2 separate regions of the Mus musculus genome follow, and region 1 is linked to region 2. The links are chromatin contacts, called in public promoter capture Hi-C maps. All regions are on one chromosome and are shown on one strand. The core of a region is the stretch at or near the end of the contact, and the rest is flanking DNA. Distances in the headings are between cores, read along the strand shown. Region 1 holds the start of Rnf220 (ring finger protein 220). Region 2 overlaps Armh1 (armadillo-like helical domain containing 1).

Region 1 (5,044 bases), core at 1,347-3,846, 280 kb after region 2:
GCCCCCGCGGTTCCCGTACTGCGGCAGTGGGGTGCAGCAGGTTGAGGCTCTACGGCTCCCTCAGTCGCTGCCCGGGAGCAACACCCCGAGAACAGGTGTGCCCCCGCTCGCTCGGTGCCGGGACCCAGTGCAGCGCCGCTACCCGAGTCCTCGGATTCCCCCTCCAGGCCCCGGAACGCAGCGATGGAACTCACGCCACTTAGCCCCGGGCTCCGCCGGCCGGGAGGAATCGGAACGGGAAACGCCCGGCGCGCTTTTTCTCCACGCTCTTTTCTGCCTTTACACTTTGCTCATTTTCCCTTTGCGAGAAAAGCCGGGGGGCTGTGTGCAGGGCCCCAGCTAGCTCGGCTGCCCCCCCGGTTCTACTCACTGCCTCCTTCCTGCTAGCCCTCCTTCTATTTTTATTCCCCCCCCCAAAAAAAACCCTAAAATGCGTCTCAGGCGGAGGCCACAGTGGAGGCGGGAGGTAGGTCGTGGCTGCAAGACGTCGTGAGCAGAGAGCGCCTGTGCTTTCCCTTTCAGCTGCTTCTGGGGCAGCGAAGGGGCGCAGGAGAAAGACCTGGGACGACACAGGCCACCCAGACAGAGCCGCGCCCCATCCGGGTGGCCCTGGCCCTAAGCACTCCAGCCACCCGATGTGCGTCCGGCCCCCCCGGCCCAGGCCCCGGGGCCTTGACTAGAGCGGTGACCCGGACCAGAGAAGGCAGTGCGTTCTTAATGGGAAGGGAGAATGTGTCCTCTGCTTTCCAACACCCCGAGACCTCGTCACCTCGGGGCTCCAGCACGCCCTGGCGGGCCACGGTCACCCGGGCCTCGAGCTCTTGCCGGGGATACTGTAGCGCAGGACGAACCTCGCATCCCTAGATGGCCTCGCCACCGTGGGCGGCCTCGCCCGGGGGGCCATACGGAAGCTCTCTGCCCAAGTTTGTTGTGCCCTGGAAGAAAAGCCTTTCTCTTACAAAACACAAAGGCGAAACGCCCAGGCCGAGCCCTGAAAAGCTTCGGGTTGGGGGTGGGGGGGCGGCCGGAGGCTCCGGCGCGCGGTGGCTGGGACGGGCTCCGCCGGGCGGAGGAGGTCGCTCGGCCCCGAGTGACGAGCGCGGCGGCGGTGGCCGCAGGACTGCAGCAACCGGCGTGCTCGCTGAAAAGTTTTGCTCTCAAGTCGGAAGAAGAGAAATTGTTACTCAGTTTAAGGCAGGTAGAAGATGTAAAAAAAAAAAAAAAAAAAAAAAAAAAAAAAAAAAAAAAAAAAAAAAGAAAAAAGAAAAGAAAAGAAAAGAAAAAAAGAAAAAGAAAAAACACCACACACACAAAAAGCAAGCTCGTGATTTTACAAGATCGTCCTCCCACCTCGCTCCTTATAATCGCTGGAAGAGGGGATCCCGCCCCCCCACCCCCAATCCCAGGAGACCGGCACGGAACGCGTTACTCTAAGGCCGGCCAGTCCAACCCAGTGGAGCTGGGAGTTTACCGGTTACAGATAGCACGGTTCACCTCAGTGGCAGCACCTGCCTTCATCCTGCAGGCGGAGGTTTTCCCCATCCCACCCCCACCGCACCCCCCGGCTCTCCTTCTCCATCCTTCACACCCGTCCTCGTCAGGAAAAAGTAAGCCGAGCCTCTGGGGACCCCAAGGCTCCGGAGCCTGCGGGGTACCCCACCGGGTCGGCAATGTGTTGTGCGGCTGGGATCGTTTCTCAACAGATCGCCCCTTTCCTATCCCGCCCGCCGCCTGAGAGTCCCCACTGAGTAACACTCAGACCGGGCCCGCGGAAATCACAGCGGGGTGCACCGGGAAGCCGGGCAGGAGAGCTTACTCGCGGTCGACCCAAACAAAGTGGAAATGGGGCTTATAAAAAGATGGAGAAGTCCTGCTCCCTTCCCCTGGCTATCCCCCTCGCCCTCCCTACTTGTCCAATTCCAGCGTCTGGTCCCTCCCCCTTGCACCCCCCAAATAAAACACATTAAGGAAAACTCAAGACGGAAAGTTTGAGTGAGGCAGCGCACTGAGCGCGCCGGGCACCGACAGCCAAGGAGGCTCGGTCGCCAAGATCTAAGACGCGGCAGTGCAGGTCCCAGTCCCTGTCCCTGTCGCAGGGGAGCCGCCCGAATCCCTGGGAGACCAACCCCGAAAGTTAGCCAGGTTCCTCAGCAACCCGGCCACCCTCGCGCCCACCCCTCTTGTGTACGCACACGCATCCACACCCCTTTCTGGGCTCCGTACTTGCCGTGGAAATTCCTGGGGAGAACGATCGCACTTTTCAGGACACCAAGGTAAGAAGACGGAGAGTGTGGTGCATGAAAAGTCCCGGGTGCGCAGAGCCGGCGGGGGCAGCGGCGGCGGTGGTGGCGGCAGCGGCAGCAGCAGCAGCAGCAGGCGGCTGGCCCCGGGTTTGTGCTCGCGAGCTGCCTGGGATTGCATGTACAGATCAAGAGACTCTGTTGGTGTGAGAGAAGAGCAGTGCTGCCTCTCAGCGCTGGCTCTAATCAGTGAATGAGCCTCCACTCTCCCAGGGACTCGGAGGCGCACACACACGCGCGCGCGCACACACACACTCACACACACATGCACGCACACATTCTCTCACACTCACACACATACAGGCACTCTGAGCACTGAATACATTAGGGTACTAAGGGACTCTGGGAAATGGAGTCCAGACCCCGGGCACTCCGGGAGAGCAGCCCTGGCTGCCCTCACTAGAGGGCTGGATGGTCTTAGGTGGCCCGCCCAAGTGGAAACTAGAGAGGTCTTTTGCCTTTGTTTACATCTCTCCTCCTTTCCCTTCGGAGAAATCTGACTGACCGCGATTCTTTTTTGAACTAAAGTGACCAAGGGGAAATGGCTAAATCTTTTAAGCCTGACGTCAGGGCTGCTCGCTGACCACCAAACCTTGGCTCCAACATAAAACTCTACCCTTTCCCCCCCACCCCCCGCCCCCGAAAGATCCTACCTGCTGTGTAGTGCTTCGAATGTTTAGTGCTTTGAATATTACTTTGGGTCTTTGCCTATAAAAATAAAATTGTAAGTGAATATGAATAAAACTGACATTTAGACAGAGAGGAAAAGGGGCCTAGTTTAACACCCAGATTTGTGAATAAAAATTTCCCTGGTGTCACTGATGTTTATAATATAGTTCTTTCTCTTCAAATTGTTAATTCATGAGGTATAAAAAGATATATTGGGGAAATAGAGAATTAACATTATTGAGAACCTTCTAAGACCCAAGCTATGAGTCCAAATGTCATTCCACAATCTCATTTAGCCCTTTAATTCTGGAGATAATATTTCTAGTTTTTAAAAAGAAGAAACTGAGGCTGGGTTTTGTGACTTACTTCTAGGTACACAGCTAACAGGGAAGGCAGGTAGGCCCCGCTGAGAAGGCAAAGCCCAGCTGAAAGCTAATCCTGGCCTCTGAAGTAATTCCTTTGTTTTGTGGCTTGGTTTCTAAAAAGTCAGGTTTCTCATCTGGAAAAAATTTCTCTTCCCTAGGATACATGAGGATAATCCATCCTGCGAAGAACCTCCCAGGATTATAGTCTAAACCAGAATGAGACCAATATTCCATTCTGATGTGACTTTTTCGTCCCTTTTTCTCATGTTTAACATGTGCTTAAGTTTGTATAGAACTGGGCTCTGTGGTTGATGCCTGTAATCCCAGCACCCAGGAGGCAGATGCAGGAGGACTGCTGAAAGTCCCAGCACAGCCTGGTCTACACAGGGAGTTCTAGGCCAGCCAGGGCTAGGAGTGAGACTCTCAACAAAAGGTACTAGCTAAGTTCCTGTGTGGTGATTACACTTAAAATGTTTAATTAGCAGCTCTTTAAATGAGCAGCTAATAGGCTCACCTAGACTTCTGTGACCATGACTACCTCCATTCACAGGATTCAATTGGCTTAGGGACTTCTAAGCCTCTAGCCATACCAGTCATGCATTGGCACTATTGTTAATTAGACTGCTCTTTTCTGTTGAGTTATAAACGTTATGTGGGCAAGAACTATGCTTGATTTTTTTTTCAAGAGAATCATCTAAGTATCTGACAATGTCAGTATATAGGAGTATTAAAAATGAACAGATACAAGCCAGGCAGTAAAGGCTCTCACCTTTAGCCAGACAGGAGACAGAAGCTGTCAGATCTCTATGAGTTCTAGGTCAGCCTGGAGTACAGGGAGAGTTCCCAGGACAGCCAGAACTATATAGAGAAACTGTCTCAAGAACAAACAAACCAAAACAAATATGCCTTGAATGTGCAAGGCCATGGCTTAGATTAAAACAACAACAACAACAACCAATGACAACAAAACCAAACCAACACCCCCACCACCCCCAAATCCCACAGAACTCCTGTCCCTAAAGAACTAACCATCTAGTCAGGGACCAAAAGAACAGGTTAGAAATCAATGTAGCCACTGCTGTAATTAGGGTGACCATATATCTGTTGACCTGAGAAAAGTTTAATCATAAATGGGCCACTATTACTAATTATGTTGGGGTGACTAGTGAACAGAGGTTATCCTGGGCTGCATGTTGAGATGTCGAACACAAAATACTTCATCCATTAATTTAGCATGTATTTATTGAGCCCTGCCCTGCAGTATGCTGAAAGGACCAGGAGCCCCTTGCATTCCCTGGTAATTGAAATATGAGGCATTCAGCCCCAAGAGATAAGCAGAAGTGAGTCACAGCACAATAGCAAAGCTTTGTGTGCTAACCTGAGGAGAGTGGACCTCATCCCAGAGACACGAGAAACCCTGAGGTGTCCAACACGGTAGTCGTCAGAGGGTGAGCAGCCTGGAGGTAAGACGGCAGACATGGAGACTAGTTGAAAAGTCTGTGGCAGGTGACAGTTGAGAACGCCCCACAGGGGCAGTAGCTGTGTAGACTCTAAAGGCAGATTCAGCCAGACTGAACCGTGTTACCTCGGAAGATGAAAACAGATCCTTGTGGTGGGTTCTCATACTTACATCGCAGGATACTGTTCCTCCTGAGAGACTGCTTTCATTTATTGAGGCAGGATTTTACACTGTAGCCCAGGCTAGCCTGA
Region 2 (5,130 bases), core at 598-3,097:
GGGTGGATGCCCAGGCTCCAAAGGAGTGTAAGAAGATATGTTTATGATAAATTCCTGGCTGGGAGCAGCAGGTTCTGCAACGTAGTCAGATATTCCAGGAGATAAATATTTACTTCTGCCAACCCACTTTAAACTGAATGCTTCATCTTCCATTGGTTATGTAACTAGAATGCTCGAAGCTCCTGGGACAAATGAAGATTTTTCTCACCCAGCCAGTTCTGTGTTTTGTGTTCGCAGCTGTCACTGGTTATACCCAAAGAGAGAGAAGCAGGGCCCTGCCTCTCTGCTGAGACATTTGCTCTCTGAGCAAGCACTTTACGGACTCATCCCCACCCCTTGGCCAACCCGGATGGGGCATGCGCTCGCTACAGGACCTGTGCTGAGGAGATAGAGGGGGCAGTGATCAGCAGATGTAAGGTGGATGCCATGGACACTTAGTTCAAGAGGAAAGAGTCATATCTCAAGTCCAGAAAGCCCACAGCCTGAAGCTGGATGAGGCAGCACGTGCCTATAAGAGCAACACTCGGGAGCTGGAGGGCCACTGCTTACTTCATATAGAGTTTGAGGCCAGTCTAAGCTGTCTAAGACTCTGTCTAAAAAAACCAAAGCAAAACAACTCACCCTTGTCTGCACCAGGATGCCTCGTGCTTTCCTGCTGATCCCTCTGAACAGATGAAGAAGTTGAGGGCAAGTGGCCTTGTTAGGGGGCCAGTGAGCAGGAAAGCTTCTACCAGGGTTAATGTTCCTGTGGCAAAAGGACCTTACAAGTGGCCAAGTAACCAAAGTTGGTGGTGGCGCACGCCTTTGACCTCTGCCTTGGGAGGCAGAGGCAGGCAGATCTCTGAGTTCAAAGTCAGCCTGGTCTACAGAGTGAGTTCCAGAACAGCCAGGGCTACATGGAGAAATCCTGTCTCGAAACAAAACAAAGGAACAAAATAAGTGGTCCAGCACTTGGATATCCCGTGTGTGCGGGAGAATAAAATATTCCATCCCAGGTGTGTGTGTGTTTGGCTTTGGCATTTTAGAATTGCTTTTTGCTACTGTTTTTTTTGTTGTTGTTGTTTTGTTTTTTTGTTTGTTTGGGTTTTTTTTGTTTTTGTTTTTGTTTTTTTGAGACAGGATCTTTCTACATAGTCCCAGATAGCCTAGAACTAACTAACTATGTAGTCCAGGCTGGCCTTGAACTCATAGAGATCCACCTGCCTCTGCCTCCTGAGTGCTGGGAATAAAGGTATGTGCCACCATGCCCAGCATCAGAGTTGGTTATCAGAGAAACTGTACGGCCTCTTGTAGATAGGAACAGGTCTGGAAGGCCGCCCTTCTCTTAAAGGGGCTGACATTATGAAGGAAATCTGTCTTAGCCAGCTCGTGGCTATGCACAGGCTTTTCTATGACGTACCCTCCTTTTTGCTTAGGGAAGATCTTTTCATGACAGAAGAGGTTGGGGTCCGACACTTGCCCAGACAGATTGCATCACAGGTGGTTTTTGACTAGGGACTTTGTGTAACCGGAAATCCTTTTGTGCCTCCTCCCAGCAACCTTCCATAAAGAGCAGCCACTTCCTTTTCCTCCATAACTGGAAGCCTGAATGCCTCTACATAAAGTTCAGTTAACCAGCACCTCCCTTCAGCCTCATACTCTGTAGGATTCTACAGAGTTTTTTTTTTCTGTTACTCTGTCTATAAATCATTTTACAGATGAAGATGATCATGCCTTGACAGCGAACAGACTAAATCTAAAGCTGGTGTACACATGCAGTCACTTCCACGGTGCCCACCCATGTCTTTGCTGCTAGAGTCTTGGGAAACCGGTTTACTGTGCACTTCTGGACGAGACTGCCACCTGCTGGCTGCACAGAGGAAGCACGCTTCAGCATAAATTTTCTTTCTTTTCTACTGGAATATCCTTGCAGGCTGTACTTGACCAGTCACATGCTCTCTGATTCCTGAGTGTTCTGCTGCCCTTTTAACTACATTCTATTCAAATACTAATGTTGAAGCACTAAAAATAGATTAACTCATACATTTTTAATTACACCGTATTCAAAGACCAATGCTGAAACACTAAAAATAGATGGATTAATTATTAGACATGGAGCCTTCACTGTTAGATCAAACTGGCCTTCATTTTGTGGCAGTCCTCCTGCTACCGCCTCCATCGTCGGCGGTTACAGACACATGCCATCATGCCCAGATAAAAATACTTTCAGAGAATTGCTTTTTAAGAGCTGAGGAGGACTGATGAGATGGTTCAGTGGACAAAGACACTTGAAACCAAGCCTCATCAACTGAGTAGGATCCCAGGGTTGCATGGTGGAAGGAGAAAAGTTCTGCTAGTTATCCCCCAACCTTGCCATCCCTGTGGCATGCACACCCCCTCCCAAATAAATAAATAAGGCAGGAGAGGCTCAGCAGTTAACACACTTTTTTTTGTTGTTGTTTTGTTTTGTTTTGTTTTTTTTTGACAGGGTTTCTCTGTGTAGCCCTGGCTGTCCTGGAACTCACTCTGTACACCAGGCTGGCCTCGAACTCAGAAATCCACCTGCCTCTGCCTCCCGAGTGCTGGGATTAAAGGCGTGGGCCACCACTGCCCGGCATTAACACACTTGTTAAGCAAGCTTGAGAACTGGAGTTCATGTCCCCAGCACCCAGGTAAACTGGGCTAGCACTGTGGCTGGGTTGCACTCTTAGCACTAGGGAACTAGAGACAGAGATCCCAGGGGCAAGCTGGTTAGCCCAGCTCATCACATTGGTGAGTTACAGGTTCAGCTAGAGACATTAACATGTAAACAGAGTGGCTAAGGAAGACCTCTGATGTCATTTTCTGACCTCCATGCACATGTGTGCGAGTGCACACACACACACACACACACACACACACACACACACACACACACAACTTTAAAGTCTAGCCAGACTCAGCTGAGAGAAGCTGAGATAAGTGGGTTGGTTAAGTGCTGGGGATCAAGGCTATCCTGGATAATGCAGCAAGAATCTGTCTCCAAAATGCAAACAAAAAATATATTATCAGTATTGTTATTGTATTTGTTTGTTTACTTATTTACTTACTTATTTGTGACAGGGTCTATCTTTATAGTCCTTGTTGTCTTGGAGCATGCTACATGGACTATGCTGTTCTAGAATTCACAGAGATCTCCTGAGTGCTGGGATTAAAGTTGTGTGCCACCAAACCCAGCTTGTTATTATTGTTATTTTTAAACAATAAAGAAAATCGATAAAGTATAAACATAAGCTATGGATGTGACATATGTGCTGATGACCCAGGAGTTATGGTGACATGTTCTCTGTCTCTCTCTCTCTCTCTGAAGTCTCCTGTAGCTAGACTATACTCAAGCTTACTATGTAGCTAAGTATGAACTTGAATTACTGATCTTACCAGTTTGTTTGTTTGAAGACAGAATCTTACTTTGTAGCTCAGGCTGGCTTTGAACTTATGACATTCATCCTGTTCATCCTGTCCCAACCTCTTGAGTGCTAGGATTACAGGTGTGAACCTATCTCAGTTATCTGCTCTCTGCTCTTCTAGGCAAGTGCGGTGGTTTGAATAGGAATGGCCCCCCAGAGACTCGTGTGTTTAAATGCTTGGGCCATATAGAGTGGCACTATGAGGAGGTGTGGCCTTGTTGGAGTCGGTGTGGTGTTGTGGGGCCAGGCTTTGAGGTTTCCTGTGCTAAAACTCCACCCAATGTGGAACACAGTCTCCTTCTGCTGCCTGTGGATCAAGATGTAGAACTCTTGGCTCCTTCCCCAGCATATTTCTGCCATGCTTCCTGCCATGATGATAATGCACTGAACTTCTGAGCCTGTAAGCCAGCCCCAATGAAATGTGAGAGTGAGAGTGGCTATGGTCATGGTGTCTCTTCACATCGATGGAAACCCAAACTAAGACAGCAAGGGTTGTTGGTTTTGTTTTTAACTTATTTTTATTCTATGAGCTTGAGTGTTTTGCCTTTTATGTATGCAACCACACCAGGTATAGTTGTGTGGTGCACGTGGGACCCAGCTTGGGTTCCCTGGAAGAGCAGCAAATGTTCTTAACTACTGAATCATCTCTCCAGCTTCCTCTTCTGAGCAGGTTTTATGGAGTACATCCAGCCTGTGCACAGAGGATGTGAACGCCCTCTAAGATCTGAGTCAAACATCACGGGCTCTAGAGGGGAAGATGCTGCCAGGTGAGGGTGAGGCGCAGCTACCTGAGGGCCAGGAAAGTGCGGAAACTGAAAACAAGTTTGTCTTGGGGTTTCTAATCTACTTAAACCCTGGATAACTGTATAATAAAACTCTTTTCTTTCTTTTTTTTGGGGGGGGTGGTTGGGTTTTTGGAGACAGGGTTTTTGAGACAGGGTTTCTCTGTGTAGCTCTGGCTGTTCTGGAACTCACTCTGTAGACCAGGCTGGCCTTGAACTCAGAAATCTGCCTGCCTCTGCCTCCCAAGTGCTGGGATCAAGGGCGTGGGCCACCACCGCCCGGCAATAAAACTCTTTAAATGCTAAACCAAGTGTCACAGTTTCAGTGCTAATATAACCGGGTGTATGTGACACACTTGTAAAAAGTAGTCGGTTTTGGAGCCAGTGAGAAGATCCGGTGGTAAAGGTGCTTGCTGCCATGCTCCACCTTGACACTTGGACTCTCACATGCATGCGCGCACGCACACACACACACACACACACACACACACACACACACACACACACGTGCTTGCACGGATGCATGTGCTACAGCATGTGTGTTGGATTCAGAGGACACTTTGTGAAGTCAGTTCTCGCCTCTATTCACGTGCCTTTGGGGAGTTGAACTTAGGCCATCAGGTTTGGCAGCAAATGCTTTCACCAGCTGAGCCAGCTGGATGGCCCCATAGACACTTCAGCACGTTGGCTTTTAATTCAAGGATGGAACCTACTTTGCTGACAGGATCGAGCAGAACAAGCATGCAGGTGTAAGAGCTGTTTTCATCTTTGGTTATGTTTTGCATGTGTGACTGTGTATGTATATGGATAAATGCATGCCACAGTGGACCTGTGGATGGCAGAAGAGTCAGTTCTTTCCCCTCCATATGGGTCCTATGGACCAAATTCAGGTCCTCAGACTTGAAGGCAAGCATCTTTACCTG

The links. Promoter capture Hi-C pulls out the DNA fragments that hold promoters and counts their contacts.
Region 1: a contact with region 2 is called in a promoter capture Hi-C map of hematopoietic stem and progenitor cells, with 3 times the contacts expected there. The contact joins the promoter of Rnf220 here to the enhancer-like site in region 2. A contact is called at or near these places in 4 of 39 promoter capture datasets (embryonic stem cells, hematopoietic stem and progenitor cells, liver and 1 more), 1 of 15 datasets of contacts at CTCF or cohesin (the NIH/3T3 cell line), 1 of 115 datasets of contacts at active chromatin or transcription factors (stem cell-derived neural progenitor cells) and 2 of 9 other capture datasets (adipose tissue and liver).

Annotation. Positions count from the first base shown.
Region 1 is chr4:117,494,456-117,499,499 of GRCm38.p6, forward strand. It overlaps Rnf220 (ring finger protein 220), which reads right to left and starts at 2,597. Exons shown (of 15, transcript NM_025739.3): 1 at 2,228-2,597. Gm12827 (a long non-coding RNA gene) reads left to right here and starts at 1,282. Exons shown (of 5, transcript XR_868034.2): 1 at 1,282-2,273.
Region 2 is chr4:117,217,209-117,222,338 of GRCm38.p6, forward strand. The region is part of intron 7 of Armh1 (armadillo-like helical domain containing 1); the gene reads right to left. Among named protein-coding and RNA genes, the nearest start is that of Gm23287, 8.9 kb to the left of the region's middle. Within about 2 kb of position 1,848, at least 48 of the 459 cell types and tissues checked have an H3K27ac peak or open chromatin away from gene starts, as enhancers often do. A contact at or near this core is called in adipose tissue and hematopoietic stem and progenitor cells, where this site is marked.